Regions from separate parts of the Rattus norvegicus genome. Here regions 2 and 3 are each linked to region 1. A link is a contact called in public Hi-C data. All regions are on one chromosome and are shown on one strand. Each heading gives the region's core, a stretch centred on a gene start, on an enhancer-like site or on the middle of the called end of the contact. The rest is flanking DNA. Distances are from core to core; before and after follow the strand shown. Region 1 overlaps Ube2e2 (ubiquitin-conjugating enzyme E2E 2). Region 2 overlaps LOC102552344 (a long non-coding RNA gene). Region 3 overlaps LOC120096911 (a long non-coding RNA gene).

Evidence for each region. Hi-C and Micro-C count contacts between places; a contact is called where the count stands out from the background.
Region 2: a Hi-C map of mammary epithelial cells shows a contact between it and region 1, with 1.9 times the contacts expected there. The contact joins two enhancer-like sites. A contact is called at or near these places in 8 of 12 Hi-C or Micro-C datasets (the Rat2 cell line, Schwann cells, hepatocytes and 3 more).
Region 3: a Hi-C map of Schwann cells shows a contact between it and region 1, with 3 times the contacts expected there. The contact joins two enhancer-like sites. A contact is called at or near these places in 10 of 12 Hi-C or Micro-C datasets (the A7r5 cell line, the Rat2 cell line, Schwann cells and 6 more).

Annotation. Positions count from the first base shown.
Region 1 is chr15:9,594,316-9,598,045 of GRCr8, forward strand. The region is part of intron 3 of Ube2e2 (ubiquitin-conjugating enzyme E2E 2); the gene reads left to right. Among named protein-coding and RNA genes, the nearest start is that of Ube2e2, 180 kb to the left of the region's middle. Within about 2 kb of position 1,941, at least 8 of the 93 cell types and tissues checked have an H3K27ac peak or open chromatin away from gene starts, as enhancers often do. A contact at or near this core is called in Schwann cells, where this site is marked.
Region 2 is chr15:9,810,033-9,813,762 of GRCr8, forward strand. LOC102552344 (a long non-coding RNA gene) reads left to right here. Exons shown (of 2, transcript XR_359812.5): 2 at 3,088-3,431. Among named protein-coding and RNA genes, the nearest start is that of Trnas-aga36, 4.7 kb to the right of the region's middle. Within about 2 kb of position 1,854, at least 4 of the 93 cell types and tissues checked have an H3K27ac peak or open chromatin away from gene starts, as enhancers often do.
Region 3 is chr15:9,724,835-9,728,564 of GRCr8, forward strand. LOC120096911 (a long non-coding RNA gene) reads left to right here. Exons shown (of 2, transcript XR_005493832.2): 1 at 1-1,353. Among named protein-coding and RNA genes, the nearest start is that of Trnas-aga36, 90 kb to the right of the region's middle. Within about 2 kb of position 1,962, at least 14 of the 93 cell types and tissues checked have an H3K27ac peak or open chromatin away from gene starts, as enhancers often do. A contact at or near this core is called in Schwann cells, where this site is marked.

The sequences.
Region 1 (3,730 bases), core at 691-3,190:
CCCACACACACCTGTCCTCCTGCTCCCACACACCTGTCCTCCTGCTCCCATACACACCTGTCCTCCTGCTCCCACACACCTGCCCTCCTGCCCCCCACACACACCTGTCCTCCTGCTCCCACACACCTGTCCTCCTGCTCCCATACACACCTGTCCTCCTGCTCCCACACACCTGCCCTCCTGCCCCCCACACACACCTGTCCTCCTGCTCCCACACACCTGTCCTCCTGCTCCCACACACCTGTCCTCCTGCTCCCACACACACCTGTCCTCCTGCTCCCATACACACCTGTCCTCCTGCTCCCACACACCTGCCCTCCTGCCCCCCACACACACCTGTCCTCCTGCTCCCACACACCTGTCCTCCTGCTCCCACACACACCTGTCCTCCTGCCCCACACACACCTGTCCTCCTGCCCCACACACACCTGCCCTCCTGCTCCCACACACACCTGTCCTCCTGCTCCCACACACCTGCCCTCCTGCCCCCCACACACCTGTCCTCCTGCTCCCACACACCTGTCCTCCTGCTCCCACACACACCTGTCCTCCTGCTCCCACACACACCTGTCCTCCTGCTCCCACACACCTGCCCTCCTGCCCCCCCCACACACCTGTCCTCCTGCTCCCACACACCTGTCCTCCTGCTCCCACACACACCTGTCCTCCTGCCCCACACACACCTGTCCTCCTGCCCCACACACACCTGTCCTCCTGCTCCCACACACACCTGTCCTCCTGCTCCCACACACCTGCCCTCCTGCCTCCCACACACCTGTCCTCCTGCTCCCACACACCTGTCCTCCTGCTCCCACACACCTGTCCTCCTGCTGTTCCTAACATCACTTGCACTTGCTGACCCCAAGCCCTGCAGCTGACTGTTTAAATCCCAAGAAACCTATTTATTGAAAGCCAAGTTCATGATCTCCTCAAACTAGAAAAGGAAACTTGAAACACTAGAGACTTTTAGAAACTCTGGTCACTGGCATTTTAGAATTCTGAAGGGATAGTAGACTGGTTAGGTAAATCCTAAGTTCTGATGTAGAAGTGCCAGGGGTTTTAGGTCCAGTTTCAAACAACTCAAGCCACTGACCCTGTATTATGTCAGTTGGGTGTCTGAAGCATACAGTATAAACCAACATCTGCCAGGGTGGGAGGCAGCTGTTGTGTTGTTTCCACTCATATGGGAATAGGAATCGATGAAGTACATCTGCCCTTGTGTTCATGGAAGAACTTGGAGAGGAGAGCTTGGTGTATGGAGACCATGCCACCATCTTTGAGTAGGGCAAACAGGGTACTATCCAGTCCTACAGACTTGCTCAGAGAAGCCTATAACTCAGGCCGATGTTCCTGTGGCTGAACCAGGCCCTGTATTGGTCAGGTAGCATTGATCCTGTGTGATAGCATTGTCCATATATACAGCTCTATGACATGGCTTTAAAAGGCATTTGCTAATTGTACAGCACTTGAGGCATTATTAGGTGACAAAAGTTTTACATATCATATATACTTTTTTACTTACTAAACACAGACAAAAGTAAGAAATGACTACTTGGGACCTTCAGAGTACAACATTTACCCTTGTTGTGACATTATGCTCAGGACTGTTTCATATTTAAGCATGTTATTATAAAGCATTGCTTTGTAGTTTAAGTGGAAGCTCTCTGGTGTTCAGATTATTAACTGTAAATTTAGATTTTAGTTCCTGGCTTTCTGTAGCTAGTGAGAGAATGAGGAGGAAATTGGGGTTGCCTGGAGTGCAGAAGCTGGCCTTCAGTCCCCAGCAGAGGCAGACCACCCTGTCTCCCTGGACTAAGGTGTGGTCTCCGGGGCTGACAGCGTAGGCAATTGCAATAATAGCCTTTCCACAGGGATGAGAGGAAGCTTCTTGATGGCTCTGTGCAGAGCCCACTGTGTCACCTCTCTGATGACCTGAGTGGGAGGTTGGCTGACAGCCACAGAATGAGTCACCCTCCCAGCTCACTGTGGACAGTGGAATGCACATGGTAACATTTGATGCACATCTCCTCGGAAACATTGAGACACACAAAAGCACCTGATCTGTGTCTGATCTGATTTTCCCAGGTGTCCTGTTTGTGTAATAATTCTCTCACATTACTTAGGTCCCAGTCCAAACAACAAAACCACCTCTCTTCCTAGCAGTCAGGGATAAATATTTGCTGAGGCCATGCCTTATGCAGATGAGCAGACACGGGGCTCCAGCTGAACCTGCCAGGCATTCTCGCCAGCACTGAATTAGGCTGCAGTACAACAGCACCCCCTTCACAGCCAGTTCTGACTTATGCTTTTGTCTCTAGTCATGAAAGGGAAGGTCCTGGAAATATGGGAATCTGAGTTACTTGTAAATGTGCTTTTCCCAAGACTAATCCTGTGTGCCATTTCCATTTTACTGCCCACTGGCTGTATACCAGGTAACCCCTGACCCAGTGGGGACTCACAGTCAGCCACAGAATCTGCTCAGCCTTCTAACACACCAGAAACTTTTTTAAAAGAAAGTTTTTTTCTGTCACAGACTTCCAGTAACATGCATGTGACTTCTCTCTTTGTCTGACTGTGTAGACCAGCCTGACATCAAAGTCACCATGTAACCCAAGCTTACACCGAAACCAGGGTCCTTGTGTGTCAGCCTCCCCCGACTGTGAAACCAGCTGTGATTTCTTTTTTGGTGCTTGCCAGATACTCTATGATCCACTGTCAGTAATGGACAAGTCTTGTGCCCTTTGGTCCACTGGTCACAGTGGTACCATGGCCTGAACCCACTGGAGAATGTTCTATGACTCAGACACATGCTGTGTGTCTCTTGTTAAAATAGTAAATAGTATGATAAAGTGTGTATACACAGCCTCCTGGACACACAGCTTCCAAAATACTTGGCTTCTTATCTCTTTCTAGACAGTGAATGTAAGTAAACACCAATGTTCATCACCGTAGAATCTGGTGTACGTCACTCCGAACTTCCTTAAAACTTGAGGCGCACGCCGTGTCCCTTAATTTTACTGAGGAGAGAAGCATGTGTTGCAGATTTTATAGGTTCCTTTCCACTTCTTGGTCATGAGATCAAGATATGAAATTGTCACCGTGGTGACATGTGGAGATGTCCATGAACCAAGAGATATCTAGACAGTTGGTAGTATTCCAGGGCAAGGCTGTCCCTGCTGGTGTGACGTGATCTGCTTTTGATCCCGATAAGGACTGAGAAGAGAAGTCCTCTAACAGTGACTGAGCACACAGTTCCACAAGCTCCTTATGTGATATTGACCGCACCTCTCCATCCTGTCCTTGACAGTGGGGCTCTCTTAGGAAAAAATAAAAATGACACTCACACCTCACGTGAGGTTCTGAAACTCTGTGAAAACAGGACATAATTTCAGGTTGGCTTTGCAGACCCACTGCAACTATCATGAAACGTAGGTGAAAGCTTCCACATTCCGGCTGACCGATGGTGACAACACTTGAGGGCTTCCATGCTGCTGTCCTCTACTTGTCCTTAAGGTGTAGGGCTGGAGAGATGGCCCAGCTGTCAAGAGCACTTGTTGTTCTTTCAGAGGACCCAAGTTCACTTCTTGTGTCAGGGAGCTCACAACCAGCTCCAAGAGATGTGTTGCCCTCTCTAGCCTCCATGGGTCCCCAATAGTTGTGGTTTATGTGCCCAATCACACAAATAAATCTCTCTTACACTGGGATTTCCTCTTCCTCTGGGCAGCTGTTC
Region 2 (3,730 bases), core at 604-3,103, 220 kb after region 1:
AGGGCAGGACTTTGTGCGCAAAGGTGCTTGTGTACAGATGAATGACTTGAGCCCTATCCTCCCTAGAACCCGTGAGACGGAAGTGAGAGAACTGACTCCCACAAGGGGTCCTCTGACATATACACCTAAACACACACGCACACACATGCACTAGCACACGTACATACACGCGTGCACACACACACACACACACACATTTACACATGCACCTATGTGCACACTAAAAAATGAAAGATAAAATGCAAGTAAGTTAAATTCCTCCAGCAAATGGCTCTTAAGTCCATCTGTCCATCCTGCCCCTCTCCCCCTTCCCTTCCACCTGTCCTTCTTTCCAGCAACAATTCTGTATGTTTAGCACAGAGTCAGTTGGGATACCTGGGGCCTGAATATGGGCACCAACACCACAGAGCCACAGTCCCCATCTAAACTCTAAGATGTAAGACAGTTGGTTCAAAGCTAGGCAATCCATCCAGGTTATAGGGCAATGTGTCTGTTAGACATGTGGCTTACTTGATTCTGTCTTTGACTCCTAAACTGTCTTCACCGTCTTGTCCTGTTTGAAGGACAGACCCTATCTTCTAACCTAGTCACTGAGTAATGAAGAAAGGGGAACTGTTTTCTTAGACAGCGGCTCAAGAAGCAAGAGAAGAGTGCCGGGAATTCTCTCTCCCACAGCTTCTACAGAATGCCCAAGCCTGGGTAAGGCAGTGCAGCACTGTATGACCCCCTCAGCTCGAGGGCCTGCAACGATCTTGCTTTGGAGTTCACATGTGGGATAAACCGCAGATGTGTCTCCGCGTAGAAAAACCTACGTTTTGCCTTTCCAGGCATCTGCCTTGATGCCCACACCAGCGTTTTATTATCGGCTATGACTCTGAAGTGAGATGCTGTTTTGCTTAAATTAAATGAAATTGTTACTTCACTGACTGGTGTAAAAAAAAGAAAAAAGCCATCCCTTTGCTGACCTCGCATCCTGTAACCCTGACGTATCTCGGGATTCCCTGTGTGATAATTGTCTTCTGAAAGGAAAACACAAGGAGGGCTTACCTCACTTCTTCAGCTTTCCCAACAGCATCAGAGCTCCCTCTTGGACCTTAAGCTGGCATGACATTTTCTATATACAGCATTTAGAGAATATGAGGATGAGTTGAGATGTAGCTCGGGGTTCAATCACCCTATTTCAGTGGGTTTACATAAGATGCTGTAATCACAAGAAAAACAAACAACATATATATATATATATATATATTCATCCATAAAGAAGAAGAAAATTTTGGCACTGTCAGGAAAATGGGTGCAATTGAAGATAAATCAAATTAAGAAGATGAAGTCATTCTCAGAAAAACTATATTTGCCTTTGCCCATTTGTGGTTCCTATATTTTATACGTAAAATCATCTACGAAGGGTCTGGAGAGAAGGCACAGCGATTTTCAGCCACAGTCATACAGTGCTGCACTGCCTTACCCAGGCTTGGGCATTCTGTAGAAGCTGTGGGAGGGAGAATTCCCGGCATTCTTCTCTTGCTTCTTTAGCCACTGTCTAAGAAAACAGACCTGAGTTCAGTCCTCAAGCCTCGCACTGGGTGGCTCACAATCACCAAGCTCTAACTCCAGACCACCAGACACCCTATTCTGGCCTCCACCAGCAGCACCCTCCATGCACACCACATACACAGAAACCAGAAATAAATCTAAAAGTCACACGTGTGTTTGTGTGTGTGTGTGTGTGTGTGTGTGTGTGTGTGTGTGTGTGTGTGTGAAAGCAGAAGTCAAACTGTCAGAGACCGTCGGTGAGCGAGGCAGGGGCGGTGGGAGCGGATGTGCTCAGGGTGTGACAGTGTATGACTGTTGTAATGCTGAGAGGTCTCAGCAGAAGGCGGGGCAGGAGAGGCAGCTCTGTGGTTCAAGATCCCCAGTCTGTCCTCCAGAGGACTGCGGTTTGACTGCCAGCACCCACTGTCAGCTCATGACTGTCTACAATTCCCGTTCTAGGAAGTCTTGGAGACACCAAGCACCTATGAGCAGACATACATAGAGGCAAGACATCCAGAAAATAAAAACATATAAAGAAAAAAAGGGAAAGATAGGAAAGAAAGGAAGGTTAGGGAAGGAGGGAGACACACAGAGCTAAGGTCTAATTCTGGAGGAACACAGGCTTAGGCAAACCCATAGGTCTGTCCCTACACCCCTCATTTTAGCTCCATCCAGGTGGCTCTCTACTTTCCCACCCAAACACTCCTAACTTATTAGACAATATTGGAGAGAACACTCTAAGGATAAAATATCTGTGAGCTGGATGACCATAAAGATTTACTTAAGGGCAGCCTTGGTGGCTCATCTCTGTAAGCCCAGCCGCTTGGGAGGTAGAAACAAGAGGATAAAAAGTTCAAGACCAACTTCAGCTCCGTGTTGAGTTCAAGGTCAGTCTGGGCTATATAATTAGACACTGTAAAACACAACAAAAAGGGGTTGGGGATTTAGCTCAGCGGTAGAGCACTTGCCTAGCAAGCGCAAGGCCCTGGGTTCAGTCCCCAGCTCCGAAAAAAAGAAAAAAAAAAATTGTTAGTGGGCAACAGAAAAGGATAGGTAAAGGAAGTATATAAGGTTCTCTAGAGTCACAAAACGTATGGAATGCACACACGCACACACGCACACACAGGATTTATTGGAGTTGTTTACAGACTGCAGCCCAAATTATATATACAACAATGGCTAGATGTGACTAGGAAATCTGAGGATTCAGTAGTTGCTCCGTCCCCCAAGGCTGGGTGTCTCCGTTGGTCTTCTGCACGTGCTGGAATCTCAAAGATGAAGGCTCCATTGCTTGGCAGAAATCTCTCACAGGTGTGCCCTGCATTTCTGAATTATAGTTCACTCCAGATGTAGTCAAGTTAACAACCATGAATAACCATCACAGGAGGGAAAGGGGAAGGGTGATGGGGGAGGAGGGGAGGAGAGACGAGGGAGGGGGAGGGAGGGGAGGGAAGGAGAGAGGAGGGAGAGGGGGAGGGAGGGGAAGGAAGGAGAAGTCTTATGGCAGGGGAGAGTGGGTTCTGTCAGACTGAACCTCTGCTTTGCCTCCTGCAGTGAACGTCACCCTGTGGGTCTGTTGGGAGTTAAATGAGATGGTGCAGCTAGATCCGGAATTCGGCGCTCAGGAGAGCTCAGAGGATGGCCTTCCTGGTTAGCCGGCATTCATCAGGATGACAGCTCACTGTGCTGTCACTCTTCCTGGGTGGTTTTTTTATTTCACATTTTCATAACAGTCTCTGATGATTTCATTCGAAGGAGGAAGGTCTCTGGGAGTTTCCTGTGTGCACAATGGGGTCACCAGGTTTCCCTAGGCATGTACCCAAGGATGCCACCACCATATTTGCTTTGGTATTTAAAATAAAGGCCACACTGAATCTCGTGCTTTCGTTGTAACCAAAGAACACCTGGCTCGACTGTTCTTGCCAATACATAATTACCACAGCACTCAGAGGAATTCCAGGGACAAAGTGCCCAGGGATGGGACACACTCCTCTCCTCACTGTCTCATGGGAGTCAGGGTTAGCATGACTAGCACGAGTCCCATGTCCTACCTGGGACAGTGTCACATATCTCTGTGGTCCCTAAGTGATTATTAATAGCAATTTTTTTCTTTTAATTATCCAGGCTTGATAATGAATTAGTTCTCTTAATCATAATGAAAATTAATGAGCAAAGAAAGAGTTACAAAAAAGAAAAA
Region 3 (3,730 bases), core at 712-3,211, 130 kb after region 1:
ACAGGACGGCATGCTATTCCGGCTTTCCAATTGTTCTGAATGAAATGAGAAATAAGAACCAAACAACAGATGATGTCTTTCAATCGGTCTTTCCAAGGCAGCCATGGCTTAGGGTAGCACACTTTACTCCTTACTCAGCCATGTCCACCCAGGTTTACGTCCCCCGAAGAATATGCTTTCTTTCCTGAGTCACAGAGTCTCAGACAAAGAGATCAGTTAGAACATTCTAGCACATCAGCAAAAATTGTGAATTCCAATCCAAATGCAATTTGAAGTTTAAAGACACTTGAAAACGTTTGAAAATTAAAAAAAAAAAAATTCTACCTTAAAGTGGTTACTATATCAGTTTTGTTTTTAAAAATGTTTGGGAAGTACTTCTTTGAGGCTGATGAAACCACAGTATTTAATGATCTGTGCTATACTTGTTCTGCTGACATGGTTGTGCCTGAGTCTCCCAAGCTGTGAATTAATTTTTCTAAAAATCGATATAAATCTAACAGAGCACTTCGAATTTCCGTCCACAGAACTTCCAGGTTTTTTTTTTCTATAACCTAAGTGTGTAGCATGTAGATATGACTACAGTCTGAAGACGGTTTTGATAATTTTGTCCATTCCATGTCCCTACGTGTCTCAGCCATAGGTGACTGGGCAGCTGTCTCATAATGCTTATAGCAACCTGCCAGATGTTTACAGGAACGTTCTAGAAAACTATAGAATGCTAAAATGTAATCTCTGGGGAAACCGAGGTGAGGAAAATATTCACTGTTTTTTTCCCCTAGAGTTCAGTATCAGGAACTAGTTTTAGATAGAAAAGTAAACTCCGGTTCTTGTCTGGAGAGGTGGCCCAGTGTCTAAGAGAGGGCACTACATTGCCCAGGACCCACATCAAGATAGCTCATAACTATGCATTGTAACTCCAGTTCCAGGCCACCTAATGCCTTCATCTGGCCTCACCTCATTAAAATTAGGAAGCAGACAGGAAGGGGCTTCCAGGAAGACCCTCAAGGACTCAGTTCCTCCATTTAGACTCTGCTTCCTAACAGCCAGTTGGTCTGTGAATCCCTCAGTGGATTGATCACTGTACTCGGTTGAGACTCCTGTGATTGAGTCACTGCTCAATAGTGCCACCCTCTGGGGCTTGTTTCTTTAACGCATGAGCCTTGGGGACTGTAGGAACTTCACGCCCAAAACCAACAGAGACAGAAGCTGTGTGGTGTAATCTCTGAAGAGACCGATTCACTTGCCCAAGTTCAAGAAGGGAGTGATGTAGTCTAAAAACTTCAGGAAGCATTCGTCTCTCGAAAATCCAAAGGAAAGACTGTACTCCCCTGAGAGGAACTGGGGAGAGACTAGGTGAGTTTGCTGATGGGGGAGGCTGACCCACGTCTCCCTCAAAACCTATACACTGACATCCTAGTCTGCAGAACGACAGGCTGTAACTGTGTCCCGGAGATGAGGCTTTAAAGAGGTAATTAAGTTAAAACGAGGTTGTTGGGGTGGGGCCTAGCCCAATCTGACTGGGGTCCTAATAAGAAAATGGGATGAGGACAGAGAGATGGCCCCAGGACTAGGCAGCCTGAGAGCAGCCATCTGGGAAGCAAGGTCAGTGAGCTTGGAGGAAACTAGCCCATCGAGGTGCCTTGGACTGGCAGCCTCCAGGATGGTGAATAAAGCTCTCAAGTTAAAGTCCCTGGCCCTTGGTGTCACGTAATGGCAACTGGCAGAGACTAATCTGGAGTGGCAAGGCCTGAGGCAAGACTGAGTGAGCAGAGCTCACAGGGAGACCTGGTAGGAAGCACCAAGTGGACTGTGCAGGGGCTGCTAACTCAGAGATGTCCAGAACTGGGTGTGAACCCAGTTTGTGCCTGGGTTCTGGGCCCAGAAGTCAGATGCACAAGAAAGGCCACAAGAAAGCTGGAGACAGCTTCAAGCTCGGTCTGATGAGTCATCTACATTTTTATGAAAACAGTGATTCGTTTTCGATGACTGCAAATCAACCGCCCAGGGGCTGGAGAGAAGTCCAGCTGCTAAGAACACTTGCTGCTCTTCCTCGGGATCCCAGTTTGCTTCCCAACACCCAGACCAGGCGCTCACAACCACCTTCAGTCCCACGTGACCCCACACCCTTTTCTGGCCTCCTTGGGCACTGCATGCACATGGTACATTTAACACACATCCAGGCAAAACACTCATACACATAAACTAAAAATAAACTTTTTTTTTTTTTAAATCCAAAGACTCTACTCTAAAGCTAAGCTAGAGCTTTGGCTTCTGTAAAAAAACTAGAAGAGCCCTGTGAGCTTCCTCAGAGGTCAGGAGCCAGGACTGACTTCTCCATTTTGTAAGTACAATGCAAACACGTGACATCACACTATGAACTGCAGGTGAGAAAGGCAAGCAAGGCCTACGCAAGCATCTCTTTGAAATTTAGGGGTTGAAAGGCTTTACAGTCATGTGTATCCTGCCATTACAATACAAGGGGTGTGATTCACCCGCTGACTTTGTTGGTAGCGATTTATGGTGGAAGAAGTTACATAATTAGCCATACCCAGCAGCCCTGGAAGCTTCCAATATCCCAGAAAGAGCCTTTAAAGGGCTTTTGTGATCTTAAGCTGGTTTTTTTTTTTTTTTATAGTTGTTTCTATTTCCAGAAGACATTGGAAATAGCTTTAAGTATATGTGTGTGCTCAATGTCTAACACTCAGATACACACGGCAGCTAAGTCTCTCCTTCAGTGCAAAGGAAACTTGCTGTAATTCGAACTTCGAACAAGAGAGCCTCTGTTACTCTTGCTGGGGGGCGGGGGAGGGGGGTCTTGGTTGTAGTTCTAGGCCTTGGAGAAACAACACTCCCAGTTGTTCATGTTCTTCACACAGGATGCCTGAGACAGAATTAGCAACAACAATTACTGTTCAGATCTGGCTTGCCTTTTTTTTTTCCTTCCAAGGCGCTTTGCATATTTTATGGAGAAGTCTCAGTTGAATTAAAAGACTGAGGAAGCTGGAGTCTCTTCCTAGGCCTGAGGAGCTTCTGTTAGAGAAGTCTGGGGCCAGTTGCTCACACCAAAACTTCACTGGAACTTAGTAGTGTCCGGCAGGCCAGGCTTCAAACAATACCCCCAAGTCTTTGATTCCTCTTATCTCAAATTCTTTAGCTGGCAGCGCTAAGAAATTATATCACTATCTTGTAATTGCACACACACACACACACACACACACACACACATACATGCACACAAGCAGCACATACACATACATGCACACAAGCAACACACACACACACACACACACACACACACACACTGCTCTTCTGATGTTCTGGAGGTGGGGCAGGGGAGGGGAGGAGACCTCACCCTCACTTTCTATGCCTTCCTGGATCAATACCCTTGATCCACTTTGCCCCTGATTTCCTGCAGGCATCCTCTCTGGGGCCTGCTTTTTTCCCTCTGGCCAGCTAGTGCAATATCTATCAAGGATGTGGTAATACTGATCATCTGTCATCCGTCTGCCACCTTCTGGAAGTCCTGCCTTGTTCTATTGAAGACAGGAATCCACCAGGCAGGGCTAGGCACTGCTGTCTGCCTGCAGTCATAGAATTTTAAGGGGAGCATTTATAGAGGCCTCACTATGCTGAGGTGTGTGTGTGTGTGTGTGTGTGTGTGTGTGTGTGTGTGTGTAGTTACCTCCCCAAACTGTCACCTCTATATATACCAGGGCACTTACAGATCAGG